Linked DNA regions of Drosophila melanogaster: region 1 is linked to region 2. The links are chromatin contacts, called in public Hi-C maps. All regions are on one chromosome and are shown on one strand. The core of a region is the stretch at or near the end of the contact, and the rest is flanking DNA. Distances in the headings are between cores, read along the strand shown. Region 1 holds the start of CG31559. Region 2 holds the start of CG10280.

Region 1 (6,446 bases), core at 2,595-5,094, 150 kb after region 2:
CCAGCGGTGGAGTGATTGGCAATCGAAGAGTTGGGCAACAGCCACATCGAGATGGAGGCTAAAGCCGAGCCAGCAGATACTGCTGATGCTTCTCGAAGGTGACAAAGTGAGTTGTGTGTTTTCCGAGCTGAGCAGCCAGCTCCAGCAACTCCAATTTGTGGCCAATCGGCCATCGAAAATTCGGTGAGCGCTCTAATTATGGCTTGCAGCAATGCGCTGAAAAGGTCTGAAAGGGGTTATGAAAAAAAAAAAAGGAAAGGGTAGAAGAAAAGGCCAAGACTACGCTGGCCCAGCTTTTCACTTTCGATTTTACTGCTCTGCATACCGGCTGCATTGTAATTAGCAGCATCTCACTTTCCTCATTGTGGCATTCAAATGCTTCCTCCTGCCCGAATCATTTGCTCATTTGCATGCGAGCCGCTATAAGGCCATAAAACATTTCTATTCAGTTAGCATCCAATCCACCTAAGTTATGCCGATTCGCCGTTGTTTCTAGTCCGCCGAGCAGGCCAGCTATCATTCCATCAATTCATCAGGTCCAGAAAGTGAAAAGCCACGGAGTCGCAGGCCGAGACGCGAAGCAAAACAATTAATGTGATCTAAAATCTGCTCATTAAATTAGATAAAGGGAAATCTCGGAGCGGGCAACTAATAAAAGCTAAAAACCATAAAAACAACATCGTGCCCAAGCAGAAGTGTGTATTTGGACTAGAAGAGATTTCTACTCCCGTCACGGTTGATAAAGGCAAAACGGGAGAAAAGCGCTCGAAAAGCCGGAAAAACGATTGAGCGATACGAGTAATCCGTGAAACGGGGACAGGTTTCCGATCCTAAATGGCGTTTGGTGTGGAAAGACTCGAAATCAATGACAACGATTTCCCAACGATTTGGGAAGGGGAATTCCTAATGGCGGCAATTCAGTTAATTTGAGACATTAAACTCAAAATATGTTTGATTTCTGATGATGACTCTCAAGACGCAATCGAAATACTAGAAAGCTAAGTCGGCAATTATAAATCAGCATTCAATCCGAGGTATATTCATGATGTTGATACGTAAGAGTTAATATATATTTAATGCTACAATGTAGAGGAATGGTTCGGTATTAGTTTGCTAGAAACTAGAAAGCTCTTTAGCCAAATTGGTAAAAAAAAATAAATTTGAAAATACATGGAAGGTGGTATATTTTCATCAGAAGACTAAATGAATGAACATTCAATCAATTTATCAAGAGATTTCGATAGTGCTAATAAATTCCACAGGCTTTGACGATCTTCAATAAAAATGCTAGAAAGCTCCAACACACTCACACTAACAACCATAAATCAGCGCAGAGATATTGATTTATCAAGTGAATAAATTAAGATCGCTTCATGCAAATCTAGTTCCGAGAACACGCCTCGGCTCGGAATAGAAACTATCACTAATCCCGCTTTTGCGATGACAACTCCACTTCGCTCCATTGTCTCCGCGGAATTAGCACTTCTTTTTATTTGTTTTCCAGCCCCAACTCCCAACTGCCCGACATTAACTGCGATTAGTCGTGTCAATCCCGCGCCCAAACTACATGTCTCTGGGAACAAGGGGCTAAAACAAACGCGACTTGGCCAACTGGCTATCTGGGCAAGTTGTAGACGCGCGCTAAGCGCATACAAAACGACATCGGCGGAGACAAAATAAGCCACTTAACGGTTTCCATTATAATTGAAGAAGAAACCGACGAAGACGCTGAAAGCGCAGCTGGTTTCCCAGATCTCGGGGCTTCCAAGGGGACGATGGGGAACCACGAGCTGTTCATTAGATTACGGGCAAATACGAAACACGAAACACGAAATGTGAAAGATACTCGTATATTGAAAAGCCACAGCCACATATCGGCCGCCGCAATTGTTGGCCACCACTTTCTCCATTTCAGCCAACTGAAATGCCGAAATGTCGAGATGCAGGCCAATTGCATAATTTGGGCGAGCAGGTGACTCAACGCCACTGGAGGCCTCTGCCGACGCCCAGCAGCGTGGGAACCGAATAACCATCGATATCTGAATATTCATATCGGTACTTATAACCACAGCGGAGGTCAAAATTTTAGTAAAGTCTGCAGAAATCGTTGCATTAAGTAATGTGAGCGGTGTAAATATATATTGTGCTGATCTTGTTAGATCCGAAGATCAAACAATTTTTTTTCAACAATAAAGTTTAGCTCAAAATACTTCCTTAAAATAAATAACTTATATAATTATAATGTTTCTAAGTATATGGTTTAGTGTGTGCTAAAATGTTAAATCAAGTATTATTAATTAATTTAACCCAGAACAAAAAAAATGTAAAACAAAACTAATTAAAAAAAGACATATCGTTACTATTGACTTCCTCAACTATTATACCCATTACATATACTAGATACCCATTAGTCAGCTGCTGGTGGGCGTAAATTTCCGATATTTCGGCATTATAATGGAAAACAGACTGATCTACGCTTGTACATCTGTTAATCACTTTTCAACGATTGTGTTGTTACGGTGTTAACGACTGTGTTATGTATGCATTTTAAATTGGAAAGAAAATGTTATTAATCCGATATCAGATTAAAGTGAGATTTCTTTCTTGAATGTAAGATTAAGACAGTGATTAGTAAACCGGTATTTAGGGGTATGCAACTGATAGGCAATCAGTCGACTCTGACCTGAGAAGCATTTTAATACCGTACGCATCCCATCCCGTTATCCAATCATACGTCCCCATACCATCCCTACCCGACATGATCACGAAACTCACCTTGGCATTGGGCTGCTGCTGGAGCTGCAAGAACGTGGCTATTCCATTGCGCACACGGTTCTTGACGCCCCGCACCGTTCCCTTGGCCGATCGGATAGTGGACTGGGTGGAACTGGCCCCACATCGCACGTCCCGATAGCCGGCGAAGAGGTCTTGCTGCTCCGTTAGGATCCCGCTGTCGGAGCCAGCCTCCGATCCCGCTCCCGTGGAGTGGTCCGCCTCGTCGCCACTTCTCGCGCTTCTCGCACCGAAGTTCTCGTGCTCGTTGATGTGAAAGCTGTAGTATTGGTCGTCAGCATACTTGTAATTGATATTGCCGCGGTGTCCGCCGATGTTGCTGCTGGCTGGAAGAGACTGCGATGTGGCATCGATGCTGTCCAGCGTCTCCTCACCGGTTTGAACGAAGTTGGCCCGCTCCACTGCGGCCCGCAGCTCCTCTATTTTGTCCTCGCTCAGCGATTCGCGGGCCAGGCGGAACGGACTGGGTTTCTCCGGAATCTTGTCGGGGACCTGGATCTTCTCCTCATCCTCTGGCTGCGAGAACTGTACCACATACTCGGTGCTCCTCCGGTCCCGTATGTCGCGGAGCAGGCTGTCGGGGAGCAGGGCACCCAGGACCCGCAAGGACTTCTGTCGCTGCCGCTGGCCACTGGGCTGGGAGGCGGACTGTCGCACGTACTCCGTGCTGCTCCCGTGCATGGAGTCGCTGCCCAGCGAGGAGGGGCCACTCTCCTCGCTGTCATCCGGTTTGGTGGGCAATCCGGTGCTCTCCAGGTCACTGCCATTGCCACTGTCGGCGGTTTCACAGTGGGCCGCGTACTGCTGATACTGGTCCATGAAGAGGCCGCCCGCGTTACCGCCCTTGCTCACAGGGGGCGTGGCCAGCACCATATCACTTATCTGGCTATCTAGAGTCTGCGGAGTAAGCCGTCTTTCGGCTGGCACTGTACAGTATTGGCTTTTATCGGATTGGCCCAGGAAAATGCAAGCGTTCAATGACTCTGACGGACGTTGCACCCGAGACGTCGCATGTCTTTATGCTTCAGATATCGTCGCTAGACTGGACCGACTTTTTCTGGCCAAGATGGCAAGCCAGAGCTGCAATGGATCCACTCCACTCAGCTCTCTCTCTCTCTCTCTCTCTCTTTCTCTTATTCGCTCTCCGGGCCACTTTATTCAGCTCTCAGCTGGAGATTCAGCAACTCCGCGGTGGCTTTCTTTCGGCCAGATTGCACCTCCGCCGCGCGTTATTAGATTTGGTAATTTAAAGCCCGTTGCCGGGCTCAAATTGTTTGTCATTAGCCGGAGAAGAAGTTTCTGGCCGCCTCGCGAATTAGCAATTGGCCTACAGAGCCGGGGGCAGCAGCTGCCAAAGTTGGCATGACGCCTGCGCGTGACTGTGACGCGATCCAATCCAACTGGGAAATTTAGTAAGCCCGATCGCTTGGCCAGATTGGAGTTCCGAGATCGCAGAACCGTAAGAACGCGAGTTAGCGGACACTCCAGCAGCGCCTATTAAATAATATTTCAATTAGGGAATGGAATCGCTGGAACTTGACCTAGTTGACCCACTTTTTCGGTTAGCGGTTGGTCGCTAATTGATTCGGCAGCAGTAGTCGAGAGCCTATAAATACCAAATGTTTTCTTTTGAAAAATTAGTATTAACTTGGAAAATACTTGGAAAATTCGAGCATTTAAAGTATATATAAGTTAGCTCAAGAATGTTTAGGTGAGCACAGATTTTGTAGAGCTGTTATTAAGCTACTTAAATATCGTTCTGCATTTAATTATTAAGATTTATGGTAATTTAATAAAATACAATTTCTTATCCATAATATGATAATAATTTCATTAGCAAAATGCATGCACGTATTACAGATTTGAATCGATTTTGCGTTGTTTGTTCTTGGCTTGGTTTTTATAGCTATTATATAAATTTTTAATTAAAATCTTAAAATTCGTAAGAATTTAAATCTTGACCTTACCAAATACCTTGTAAGCGCCTCTACCAATCTCTAGAATGTCCAATTAACACCTTAAGTGACCGAGAAGTGCATTAAAAAGCATGTTGCCACGATTACAGACACCTAAATCAGAATATAGCGATTATTCAACCAAATAGCAGTCCATGGTATTTCGGACTATCTCAACACACTGTGCGTGACAATTTTCCGAATTTTTTATTGAATGAGGCGAACGAGTCATCGACGCAGCTTATCGACCGCATCTCGGACAACTTCCTGTCCAGATAGCAAAGGTTACAGTAACTCATTCAGTCGTCAGTGGAAATGTGCGGCCAGCATGAGTTGGCCAATAAAGAATGTCTGATGTGCATTTTCCCCAAACTCCCTCACTCACTTATTTTTATTTATGCCACAATTCTGGCTGAGGATGAGCGAGTTACCACCCCACCCCCTAAACCCCCACGCCTCTAAACAAATCATCGGACACTCAACCGGGAAGACGGCAACTGGAACACCGCATCCGGCCGAATGCTGACATTCCGGCCGAATGCTGACATTACACAAAAGTCGCACTGCAACATTGTCCCCAGCTAGCCAGCCACATGCCGAGTCGGCATGTTCATTATGCTTACAATTAAGAACCTATGTACTTATGTATAAGACGAAAACGGAGGACTCGAGTAGCCACTCTCTGACAATAAACTTCATACTGATTTTGAACTTCAAGAAAGTCAGTCGTATTCTTTATTGGAAATCTTCACGCTACAACTATCTGCTGAAACTTAAAAACCTTCATACATTTACACATCATATCTTCACAAAAGGCTCCACCCTCGATCACGGACTTAACTGGCGCAGCCGGTAGGATGTCCTACCTATTAATAATTACCTACCTGTAAGTAAACATGTAAGAAACGAAACAAACTATATGCAAGATGTCGACTGAAAGTGACTAGGAACAAATTTTTATAAAACAAAATTGAAGTTGTGAAGTACCAAATGAAACTCAAACATATATTCAAACACAGGAAAAAAAAAGAGAGAGGAAAAATGTAAAATAAATAAATATACAAAAAAAAAGTGCAAGTGTACCGTACTGCCGCGCTGACGTGGAATCTATCGCTGATCATCACGCCATCGGTATGTCCATACTCTGCCGAACGTCATAATTTTTTTAAAAAAGTGCAAGTGTACCGTACTGCCGCACTGACGTGGAATCTATCGCTGATCATCACGCCATCGGTATGTCCATACTCTGCCGAACGTCATAATTTTTATAAAAAAGTGCAAGTGTACCGTACTGCCGCGCTGACGTGGAATCTATCGCTGATCATCACGCCATCGGTATGTCCATACTCTGCCAAACGTCATAATTTTTATAAAAAAGTGCAAGTGTACCGTACTGCCGCGCTGACGTGGAATCTATCGCTGATCATCACGCCATCGGTATGTCCATACTCTGCCAAACGTCATAATTTTTATAAAAAAAGTGCAAGTGTACCGTACTGCTGCGCTGACGTGGAATCTATCGCTGATCACCACGCCATCGGTATGTCCATACTCTGCCAAACGTCATAAGTTTTTATAAAAAAAAAAGAGTGCAAGTGTACCGTACTGCCGCGCTGACGTGGAATCTATCGCTGATCATCACGTCATCGGCACTTACATACGCTGGCCAACGCATCGCCAAAGCCTCTATATACACTT
Region 2 (6,316 bases), core at 830-3,329:
TACAAGAATAAATGTTACAGCCTTCTTCTAGCAAAGTTTCGAACACTGAATTTGCATTTGATTGTAGAACGTGTCAAGTGGATTTTGCTCAATTTCTTAAAGTGAAATATGAAAAACCGGTAAGTAATACGTTTCTTATTAATAATTTTATAAATAAATATATCTAATTGCATTACGAACTATTTTAGTGAAGTTAACAATAAAAACAGATTATATTCAATTTCGTTTTTATACGAAGCATGTTGCAAAGATGACTAAAGATCCCGGGTGTTCTCAGGTATGTTATAATTTTATCCTCCTTTGGGGTATGGAAATATATAAGTGTGATCACCAAGTGACCGCATTAGCAAGCAGTAAAGGCACTGCTTTATCTAGCAGTGTTATACAGGTGCATATGAGATGGCAATACTTTAAACCACGTCTATCTCTGCTAAGTTAAGCAAAATATTTCTATGACACTTGCGCATGTGGCAAGATCAAACCTTTTAGTGATCAAGAAAATTCGTATGCATGCCCACACATTTCTATCTATCTCTTAAATTTTCATAATTGAACCTAGTATACCCGGACCTGCAAGTAATGGATATGTTTAGTTAGTTTGGTGGGTGGGTCAGCCAAGAATGAATATGTATAAGGGTCTACGCATTATTTTATTAAAGTTTATTAAATATCAAATCAATGTGATTCATAACAAATATCCCAGTCTAGGTCCACGTCCACTTACAACCCGAGAAGGTGGCAGAAACTGCGGTACATCTTGGCCCTGCGGCCCTGCAAGCAGCCGTACAGCTCGTTGATCTTGAGGCAGTCGATCTTGCTGATGGTCTTTCGCTGCCCGATCCTAACTCCAGGTTGTAGAGGGGTCATGGTGGGCTTCTCACCCTTCCGCTTGCTGAAGTAAAACTCGCCGTAGTGCATCACGGAGTTGTAGTCGTAGTCGAAGGCGTACTTCCCCTTCTTCTTCGACACCAGCTTGAAGTTTTTCCTAAACCGCGGCACAATGTTGTCCCAGTGGATCTTGACAAAGTTGTCCCGATCTGCTCGTGACTGTTCGTGGTATATGCCGATGGCGTGCATCAGCTCGTGCATTATTCTGCCCTCGCTGCTGAAGCAGTGGGCACTATTCTCGTCGGGTCTCTGGAGGGACACCACCTGCTCACCTCCTCTTCGGCCCACGTAGGACCAACATCCTTGCGGTCCTTCCAAAGGCGGCTCGATCAACAGGTAGTCATCTACCTCCCCATCGTACGGCACAAAGTGCACACACGTTAGGGAGTTGAAGGTTTTTACGGCTTGAATAATGGCCTGTCTTTCCTGATTTGCGTACCGCGGACTTATCTCGAAGGGAATCGTTCCATTGGGCCACAGTCGTTTTGGATGCCTCATTGGATTGACGCCCAGGCGCAGGGTGATGTAGGTGTACGGATCAATGGCGATGTCGCCTTGGAACAAGCGGGGCATGGTCTCCGGATCGTCGATTCCCAGGTCATCGTCACCGATGTCGGGTCCGTAGGGATCGTATTCATCTGAAAGGGGTTTCAAAACTAATTTAGAATATATAATATGCCATATGGTATTTTCTTGAAATTTTAAGGCCCACGTATCGATGTGATGTTATATTTTGGTTATTGCATTGTCCTTTTAACACTCACATTGCGAATTCACTGAACAGAATGAGAAAATACGATATTCCTAAAAGATTCTTTAGTTCGGAGATTAAACTAGAAAAGATCTTTAGGGCTTCACAACTCAAATCAAACAAAAATGGACTTAGTGATTAATAAAGACATGGGAGAAACTGGGAGTGGAACGCACCTTCCGCCACACTGGTGAACTCATGCTCGAAGAAATCCACTCCAGCGGGATACTGGCGGACAGGGAGCTTGGCGCTTTCACTGAGCGTTGTTGCGGATAGCACCAATAGCGCCACCAGAAGCACAGCCACCTGAAGCTGCACCAGCAGCACCACTGATCCACTCAACTGAGCACACATTATAGAGCTGGGATTCGGCTTGGCTGTGACTATATTTCCATTCGATCGCTGTTTGCCCACTCTTTCCACGCCACATTCATGCCGCATTCAAACCGAACGGCTGCACACGAAATTGGTAACTGAACCTGGCTCGATGGCCCAAGAGCCCGGAGCCCAGGCGGCTACCAAAGTCTGCAGTCTTGGCACCTTAATTTATGCGAAATGTGCGAAAATAAGACTAAATAACGCCGACGTTGGGCAGACGCCACGCAATCGGCGGCGTGTAAACAAAACCCAAATCTATGCCCTCTCACTTTTTTTTACACCCATTACTCTCTGATCAAACAGCACTAAGTCGCCTCGATGAAGCCCAGCTTAAACACTACGAAACTCTCCGATTAAGCCCGGCTCAAACACGGATGGACGCTCACGTAATTTAAGCGGAGTTAGCGGCTTTGGCCAACGACCATTCAATGATTTTCAGTACCTTCAGTACTACCAAAACTCTCTTTCTGGCTGACGGAGTGCTTTCGCTTTCGAGTCGGCCTAAAGTGTAAAAATATACTATTTATTAAGAGGCAGCAGTTTAATGCAAATCGTATATCATACATATATACATATGAGTAATATACCAATTTATAGTTTAGCTGCAAGGGCATCGCTTCAGTGAATCTCTTTTTCAACTTATTGTTGTCAGGCTCACAATGACACTAAACGTTTAAGTACAATGAATTTCACAAATTGGTTTCCGCTTGAAATCTTTCCGATTTTACCAAAAGCAGGCTCTTCAAATGGTTACATGCCGGAAAAATGGGCCAAACTGAACCCTTACCATTAGCTCGAATGTTAGATACATACGCTAAATATTACTATTTCAATACAAACATATACATCAAACTATAGATCTCATTATTGTTAAGTTGCAATTCTACCACTATGACTATACTCAGATCCTTTAGTCAAGGTATTTAGGTTTTGACCCTATTTTTCGCGTGCTCAACTGTCTTTCTTACTGTCTGCCGGTCTGTCTGTCTTTCAACTTGTTTGTGTTTGAGTTCGTATTTGATTCTGTCTGTTTGTTGGATAGTTTTGATATGTGACACCTTGGCTAGAGAATCGTGATGCACAGTGCACTTTGCAATGTGCACTTTGCACTTTCCTGGGCTCCAACTAGTTAGTTGGCAGCTTAAGCTGTTCACCCGGAATGGCTTATCTCCATCTGGGCGGAGCTTATTTGACAATCCATTTTAATTGGTCATCATTAATTAGGCGAAATTAGTTTTCCGTCTTAATTAGCATAATAACAACAGTGCGGGAATTCGGCTCAAACAGATCGGATCGCGATAGCCCGAATGAATTTACTTACATGTGTGGCAAATTAAGTTTGCATTTTGAAATGGCCGAGTCAAATGATTTATTTACTGGAAAAAGGGAAAATAAATAATAAATTAAAGAATTACTATTTTAAGGCAATCCTACATTGTAGGGTGATAGGGAAATGGTTCAGATTCATACTGAGTTGCTTCAATAAGTACATCGATTACAGATTATATATAAAATGTAAGGCCACAGGACTCTTTTGCAGTTATTTCAATTTTAATCTTAAAGTTTTCAAAAAAGTAAAAAGTCGACATCCACATAAAATATTGATTATTCGTTTGAAAGCCCTTTTTTCTTCTCACGAAAAATATGCTCTGCAGTAGGTTTTTTGTCTTGCCCGGCTGACTGATTGTCAATATGGACTGTAATTGTCATATTTCATTGGCCTGCAACCGTAAACCTGTCCTTGCCCCGCCCCCTTTAACCCACTTCGCCCGCTTTAACCCGTTGATGGCAGTGGGGACTGCTGTGGGTCTGTCTTCGATTGAGTCCGCCACTTGACTTTATGTGTCAGCTGGGCAATAAAAATGCGACACCGAGTAATTTTGCGCCACACAGGGTCTGCATTAGAAAGAGATGGGGCCAGGGAGCGAAAGAGACGGCGGCAGGGAAGTAGAGAGAGATGGCGAAAGACAGGCATCAAAGGCAAAACGCAAACAATCGAAGTCGAGCGAGCCCAAAGTCAAAACCCAGCGACTAATTCAAAGTTGTCACGTAATAAAACATCGAAGAAACATCGAAGCCAAAAACAATAACCCTACAAAGGCGACAAACAATCAAAAAAATAAGAAACCGAAAATACTGGAAATTTGCATATTTTTTCGAGGCAAAGACAGCCATTTGATTTGATTATATAATGACGCCACACATACCCCATCATCTGCCTTTTGCAATTTGCCTTTGTTTCTGTTTCTGTTTCTGTTTCTGTTTTCATTCAGCCCCCTCGAAATATTTTGGTTTTCTCCTCACATCGGTTTATTTTGACACCAAAAACGATATCTCCAATTAGATTTGCAGCTGAATTAATTGAATTGCATTAAGGCGGCTTCGGTGATTTGTGGCCGAGTTGATAGCAACAACAATTCGGACGGACTGCATTAATCTGCATAATAGAAAGATAATAATTGCCGCATGCAAAGCGGCTTAAATGGAAATGGAATGGATTTCTTGGTTGGATCTGCGGAATATTCACAACACGGATTTTTTATAGCGTATTAATTATAATGTTCGCTGAAAGGAAACTTTTCCGCCCTTTGTTTCATTCTTTTGCGCTTAATAAAGCGGAAGTGCGAAACTTTTTATCAAGATTTCCACCGCATGGAAAACTTTTAATTCCGCTAATGTCGATTTCGAGATGCTGAAACTTACTGTGGGTGGGTGACTGGGCGGCTCCTGATTTCCCACACAAACTCATATTAATTCCTTCCTAGGCGGACGATGAAAATCGTTGGCCTAAGACGACTTAACTGTGGGTAAAAAGAACGCCGGGAAAACTTCGATCAACAATGATGACAACTTAATATTCGACTTGGACTTCTTTTATGGAATGCTGAGTGGGAATTGTATTCAATGCCGTTAAGTAATTAGAAATAATAGAGCTACAGCACGCTAATAACCGAAGGAAGTCGTATTTATAAATTGTTATCAATAATTTATATATGATTATTTTAAAATTTGAATAAGTAACATTTCAACGAATATTTATAGAACAAGCGTTACAATTAATCAACTTTAATTTTGTATTAAAAATTCCTACTTTACTTTTCAATACTGGTCACAGTTTTTTCGTGCATTTTGAAGTGTAAAGAGTATTGAAAGACTATTGCCTATACCAACGAAATACTGATACATCAACATTTTTGTAATTTCAATGTGATTTATATTATGATTTTATGACTTTTTACGATTTTCCATGGGAGCTGCGATACATTTGTGGTGATTTTTGTAGTTAGCTGTCATATGATGGCACTTGAAGGGCGCCCTTGAAGGGCGCTTTCTGCATGTGGCTCTGGTTTTTCAGCAACTATTGCAAACATTGCCATGGCTCCTCACCTCCCACGTCGTTTTTTCCTGCCAGATTCGATTCGGCAAATAAAAAAGAAACGCTGTCGTAGGCATTTCCTGAAGTATGCAAATCGGTTTCAGCGCGGTAAACTGCGAATGCGAAGTGAATGCGATAAATAAATAAAACAATAAGCGAAGAAATAGCACATCAAAAGTTCAAGGATTTGCATATTGAAAGGAAGAAGAAACGGTACTGGGAAAAATTAAAGTTTGATCAAGTATCTACTATTCTTGTACATGATATCAATTTTATCACCTTGGTTAAGACCACATGTTTTGATATATATGTGTTTTTTAAATGTGTTTTTAAAATGGCAATACTTAATGGATAATAGCACCATTGCACCATTGCACCATTGCACCATTGCACCATTGCACCATTGCACCATTGCACCAGTGATGGTCGAACAACTTTAGGACCTGAACAATATGAAGTTCAATGAATCCACCAAAACTAGTAAACACTTATTGTTGTCAAACCAAGTGGAGAAATATTGTTGTTGCTTGAAATTAATTTTCTGAGTGTGTCGCCAGATCTTTTAGTTGCTTGCGTGGCAATTATAAATTATTCACATTGCTAAATTTTTATCATATCAATGTGAGAGCTGCCTGCTGTCCCCAGGGGCTCTGCCACTGACTCCCAGTATCTGAATCTGTCCTGTCTGTCCTATCCACCCCTCCCCCCTTCCACCGTTCCTATTGGGCAGCACGCAAAGTTCATTTAGATGCATGCCCCCAGATAGACGGGAGTTAAGTCCGTGATCGAGGGTGGAGCCTTTTGTGAAGATATGATGTGTAAATGTATGAAGGTTTTTAAGTTTCAGCAGATAGTTGTAGTGTGAAGATTTCCAATAAAGAATACGACTGACTTTCTTGAAGTTCAAAATCAGTATGAAGTTT

Evidence for each region. A called contact is a pair of places that touch in the nucleus more often than the background predicts.
Region 1: a contact with region 2 is called in a Hi-C map of the Kc167 cell line, with 1.5 times the contacts expected there. The contact joins the promoter of CG31559 here to the promoter of CG10280 in region 2. A contact is called at or near these places in 6 of 107 Hi-C or Micro-C datasets (the Kc167 cell line, the ML-DmBG3-c2 cell line and cellular blastoderm embryo) and 1 of 6 datasets of contacts at active chromatin or transcription factors (the Kc167 cell line).

What each region holds. Positions count from the first base shown.
Region 1 is chr3R:6,153,391-6,159,836 of dm6, forward strand. CG31559 reads right to left here and starts at 3,845. Exons shown (of 2, transcript NM_169127.3): 1 at 2,776-3,845. The coding sequence starts at 3,666.
Region 2 is chr3R:6,009,853-6,016,168 of dm6, forward strand. CG10280 reads right to left here and starts at 2,080. Exons shown (of 2, transcript NM_141350.1): 1 at 1,816-2,080; 2 at 721-1,526. The coding sequence starts at 2,080. The coding sequence ends at 721.